2 separate regions of the Mus musculus genome follow, and region 1 is linked to region 2. A link is a contact called in public Hi-C data. All regions are on one chromosome and are shown on one strand. Each heading gives the region's core, a stretch centred on a gene start, on an enhancer-like site or on the middle of the called end of the contact. The rest is flanking DNA. Distances are from core to core; before and after follow the strand shown.

Evidence for each region. Hi-C and Micro-C count contacts between places; a contact is called where the count stands out from the background.
Region 1: a Hi-C map of forebrain shows a contact between it and region 2, with 2.2 times the contacts expected there. The contact joins two enhancer-like sites. A contact is called at or near these places in 3 of 484 Hi-C or Micro-C datasets (cerebral cortex, cortical neurons and forebrain) and 1 of 9 other capture datasets (embryonic stem cells).

The regions. Positions count from the first base shown.
Region 1 is chr11:114,284,166-114,286,865 of GRCm38.p6, forward strand. No RefSeq gene overlaps it. Among named protein-coding and RNA genes, the nearest start is that of Gm31318, 18 kb to the right of the region's middle. Within about 2 kb of position 1,291, at least 17 of the 459 cell types and tissues checked have an H3K27ac peak or open chromatin away from gene starts, as enhancers often do. A contact at or near this core is called in cerebral cortex and forebrain, where this site is marked.
Region 2 is chr11:113,926,546-113,929,245 of GRCm38.p6, forward strand. The region is part of intron 2 of Sdk2 (sidekick cell adhesion molecule 2); the gene reads right to left. Among named protein-coding and RNA genes, the nearest start is that of Gm51929, 110 kb to the right of the region's middle. Within about 2 kb of position 1,311, at least 53 of the 459 cell types and tissues checked have an H3K27ac peak or open chromatin away from gene starts, as enhancers often do. A contact at or near this core is called in cerebral cortex and forebrain, where this site is marked.

The sequences.
Region 1 (2,700 bases), core at 41-2,540, 360 kb after region 2:
AGTTCCTGGGCAGGAAGAAAAAAAAATCTCTGTGAAAAGTTTTCTGAGGCCAGGGAAGGTGGTGAGTTATTCCCTTTGAGAGATTTCTTTTACATGTTCACCTCTGAAGTAGCTAAATGAACGGAGCTGTCGGCGTGCTCGGCGCGCTGGCTGTAACGTGTCCGTGAGGTACCGGGGGAGCTTGTTAAAGGGTAGTTCCCGATGCATCCAGCCTAGGCCTGGCCCCGGCTGGGCCTGAGAGCCTGCATGTGTAACAAGCTCCAGGGAGACACCCAGGCTGCTGGCTCACAGGACACAGGACTGGCAGGTTGTGAGTCAGTGACAGGGCTATAGTCTGTTGACTCTGAAGGTCACTCACTCTGTATCCACCAACTCAGCTGTCATGTCCTCCTGCTAAGGAGAGGGAAACTGAGTGAGGGGAGGGAGGGGTGTCACCTAAGGTCTCAGAGTCTCAGAGTTGCATGGGGTTATTAGACTGAGCACCATCCTGGGCTTGTTGCTGCGGTGATGGTGACGGGGAAGATGGAGGCCTTTCCTTTAAGGGTAAGAGCCCTCTCTACCCTTCGGCCTGGCAGTTAAACTGCCCATCCGCCTCTACATTTTGAAACACACGTCAGCTGCCAGGCTGATCGATAGGCTCGCTCATCTGTGAGGTTTGAGGCTCTCTCCACAGATGTAATCAGGGCTCCAGAGACGTCCTGGCAGCGGGCACGTGGGGAGGGAGCGCGGCAATACGTTTAATCAAGGAGCAGATGGGGAGCTGATAGAGTGTGTAGAAAAATCAGGTTTCTGTGATAACATTCTCTTCCCCCACTCAGCCTCCGCACCCCCTGGCTTCTCCATCAGGACTCCCGGTGCCAACTCCAGCCCTGCCCTTTCCAAAGATGGTTCCCCCCCCCCGAACTCCAGTAGGGCCCCCTTTATAGAGATATGAAGCTTGGGAGTGAGGAGAGTGGATTGGGGAGGGATGGGTTGCTGCATTTGGAACCTAATTCCCCTCTCTAGGCAGGAGCCTGGAGAGGACCGGAAGCCAGGATCTAACAGACTGAACACTAAGCACTGGAAAAGGCATTGGAAGAGCTACCAGCCAGAGCCTCCTGCAGCTGGCAGAGAGGACGCTGGGCTGGTGGCCTGGGTACTCCATTCACAGGCTTGCCCCAACCCAGTGTCTTGCATTATGGTCCCAAGACAGGATCTATGGAATGGTTGTCACCGAGGGTGGCTTTGTCCCCAAAGAACATTTGGCAATGTCTGAAGACATGTTCTGATTGTCACGACGAGGGTGGGAGGGTTCTCTTGGCACCCCGTGGGTACAGGCTGGGGAGGCTCGAAACGTCTCCACAACACAGGACAGCCTCCACAGCACAAATAGTCTTCCCAAAATGTCAGCAGAGCCCAGCTGAGAAATCCTGCTCCTCGGAGAGCCATCACTGGCCACAGCTCTGGTTAAACCCACTGACCTGTCTCCAGGTGGGCGTGTCTGGCTCCTTTCCCCACCCGTGTCCATTTCCCAGGCTAGCTCATGGAATCTGCTCAGGGACACGTGAAGTGCATATATGTCCATGTATACATACACACACTCCAAGTCAAGTGCCATTAAATGGGCTTGGGCCTTTTATTAGTTCTGGGGAATCTGTATATAAGTAGAGGTTGGGGGTAGGTGGGGAGTCTTTTCATCTCCCCCCACCCCCCTATCCCTCTCCTTCTATGCCCAGCCCTTTCTGGTGCCTTAACTTTGAACCTGGCTTTGTTCTACAACAGATGTGTATAGAGAGACCATATCTGTTCCATGTCCCTCTGATTTGCAATTGGGCTCTGTCCCTCCTGGACCTGAGAGTCCAGCTACACAGAGGGCATGCTCTCTGCCTTGGGAGATCATCTTCCAGAACAAGGTGGCCTCCTAAGGCAGTTTCTTGGAGAACCGCACCCACCCCACCCCCCCCCCCCCCCGCCATCCCAGATCTGCTCCCTTAGTCGGGTTAAGGTCTCCGCATGGTGAGTTACTTGATAGAATCCATGTCTTCTCATCCCTGTGGGGTCAGTGCATCCAAGGCACTGAGCTCAATGTGTTTAACTAAGGTCTTCTCTGCCATCTCCTGACTATGTTTTTATCGACATTTGATAAGTGAGAAACTGAGTCTCAGCAAGGTTAACAGAACAACTGTGCTGGAGGTCACACAGCAGGTAAAACAAAAACAAAAACAAAAACAAAACAAGATTGGAGGACTTGACCCCATAGGTCACTGCAAAGACCAGTCTCTCAGGATTAGGCTCCTTGCTCTGTCTCCTTGGTAACTCCTTGAAAGTGATCCACACACCCACGGCATCAGTGTGACCTAGGACTTGTTAGACACAGAGATCCCAGCACTGCCCTGAATGTAGAACTGGATATGAGCTTTCCTATGGGAGATCTCAGGACTCACAGATGTGGGGATGAGATGGTTATGGGATTCCCTGCTGGAGGGCAGTGAGGCTGGGGGTGTGAGCAGGACCCCCAAAGCTGGCCATCCCCTGTGCCTAGTAACTGTATCCCAGCATTCTCTCTTTGGTTACTCAAGAATGCTGACCTGCAAGCTGGGGCGCATGGCTCAGTGGGTAGAGAGCTGGTGCAAGCTCAAGGGCCTGAGTTCAAATCCTCAGAATCCTACATAAAAGCCAGGTGCAGCGGCTCATGTCTGTAATCCCAGAGTGGAGGTGTAG
Region 2 (2,700 bases), core at 61-2,560:
GCATTGAGGAATTGTAACTGGGAATTATAAACCAAATAGATGTCTCCGCAATGTTGCTTCTTCCAGGGTATTTTGTCATAGCAACAGATATAAAATTAGTATGCATTATGACATTTTCATCTATGCAATACTTTTTATGAATTTTTTGATAACTTAAGATTTTATTTTATACTTTTGTGTGTGTGTGTGTGCGTGTACATGTGTGCACATGCATGCTCACTTAATTGACTTTCATTATGCTTGTGAGGGGTTGTTTATCAGCTCATTGATGTAAATGCCTATTCTTCTCCCGAGCAACAGTTATAGCCTATAGATCCTCAGCATAGGGCAGGGCCACTACATGGCTTAATATCACATAAGTCTATGTGTGGTTTTCTCTACAAGAAATGACAGGCATGTATAGAAATCTGGAGCTATCTGAACCACTTCTGCACCAAATACTCAAACCTTTAGGGTCCTCAGTTCCCTGACACTTGAGTTACAACACTCTTTTGATTTTAGATGGCTCTTTTGCTACCCCTGAATAATAGCTCACCAGCCACATTCCTTCCAACGCCCACTCCCCAAACCCACGTCTAGCCCTTCCAGCAAAGCATCAACTCTGCTCCAGTATTCCAGCTTTTAACCAGTGAATCAGTTTAACCAGTGAACCCTTGCAAAATCACGCAGCCATCTGTATTCGAGACCTCTCCTTTTCTGTGTGTGCCACCAATGGAGATGCTGGGTGCCATGCTCCCGCCTCCCCGACAGGCCTTGCGGAGTTTTGCATGACTTTGCATGGCATGGAGATATTTGTGAACGTGTAAGTTACATCATAGCAGAACTGGCTGCCAACGGCTTAGCTGGGTCCCAGAAACTGAGTCAGGAGCCAGGAAATTTGCTTTTCTGTGTAGCTCATCGTCGCAGTGACTCATCCCACCCTCCCTGGAACGCTCCATGGCCAGATGCTGTGTGGGGCTCTGAGTATTAACAGTAACAATGGCAGCAACCACAGCGATGCTGTCATCCTTACAATGTGATGAACACCGTTCTGTGGCTGTCGTGGGTTAGAGCTGTCCTGATCCCCAGGTACATCTCTGGTCTATTCATCCTTGCAGCCGGCTACCAAGATCACAGAGGGGATGTCTCTGGAGACAGAAGGGATGATGTTAAATATTACCTACCCTGCTCCCCTTATCATCTCTGGATCCCTGGGATGACTTGGGCATCTGTGGGCAGGGATAACGAGAACTTGGGCATCTTGTGGGCAGGGATAACCTTGCAGTAGATCCTTCAGCTGCCGCTCAGTATCAAGTGGAGGGGTGAGTATGCAGTAGCTACACTGAGGTGGGTACTGGGTAGGCATGGGTGAGCTGTGAGACAGTGAACCTTGCCTGGCTCTGCCCAGCTGGCCAGAGCTTCCTACCCAGCCCCACTCTGCTCCCTAGACTGCCTCAGGCTTCCGACTTCCCTAGACCAGATGTCTGTGGGATGAATGAATGTTGATAAGCCTGGAGGTTGAGCTAAGGGGCTCCAGAAACTCCCTGCAACTTGCCTGGCAGGCGGGTGTGGGGAGACAGGGAAGAGGTCTGCCTGGAGCCCTGCCCACCATCAGCAGCCCAGGTGCTGTACAATCAGACTGAGTCTCCTGACCCAGGCAGACCAGACTCAAGGTTAGCAATGACCTACCCTCCCTGTGGCAAGGTATGGCCGTGTTTCTCAATCAGCCATTTCTGGCTCTCTGTCTACCTCACTGATCTACAGTATAGCTGTAAACTTTATCCACAGTGCCTGGCTCCCTCCCCAAGGCAGGGTCATGGTAATGAATCTTTCCTAATGTTCTTCATCCTCTTTATGAACTACCCTACGTCAGAGCTACGTCTCCATTTGGCAGATGGAGAAGATGAAGAAACCAAGGCACAGAGGGAGGGGTTAAGGAACACGCCTCGGGGTCTAACAGTGAGCAGGTGGCAGAACATGCCTTAGCTCCTGCCTGAAGCGATACCACGGGGATTAAGTGTGACAACACAGGCAGTGTGCTCAGGGCCTGCCATAAGGCATTCGTACATGCTGTCTGACTCAGCATCACTGTTACTGGCTCTACGCTCCCTCACTCATTCATCTGCCTTGCCAGGAAGAAAGGAGGCCGTTTGTCCTCCTTATGGTCCTGATGCTGGCTCGAGGCTCATTCAGCCAGGTAAACCCTGGCCTGCAGGCAGCCTGTGGGTAGAGCTCATGCACGTGAGACATGACGCAAGGTGCTTGCCTGGGATGGCTGTGCCCTGACCCCCTGAATGGACTCTCTCAGGCCAGAATCTAGAACCTGCCCCATTACCTCTGTCCCCTCTGCCCTGCCCCTCCAGGCCATGTTGTACCCAAACATTCTCTCTGGACTCTCCAAAGTCACCCTTGCAGGTGACTTCAGAAGCAACTTCTGGATGAAGCAGACCAGAACCGTGTTAATTAGGCCCAAGGGGACCTGCTGGGAGCCACCATCTGGAAAAGGTGCTTGTGAAGCCACTGGACACTGGCCAAGCCTGAGCAAAGGCTCGGAGATCAGAGACTGCAAGCCTGGTATTTTTCTGCAGTTTTCCCAGGACATAGACCCCATCTTGTTCTAAATCTAGGCTGGCTTTATGGTGCCCCCCCTCACCCCACATGTGATGGCACAGGTCTCAATGGACTTGCAGTGTCTATATGCCTCTCAAACGAGGACCCCGA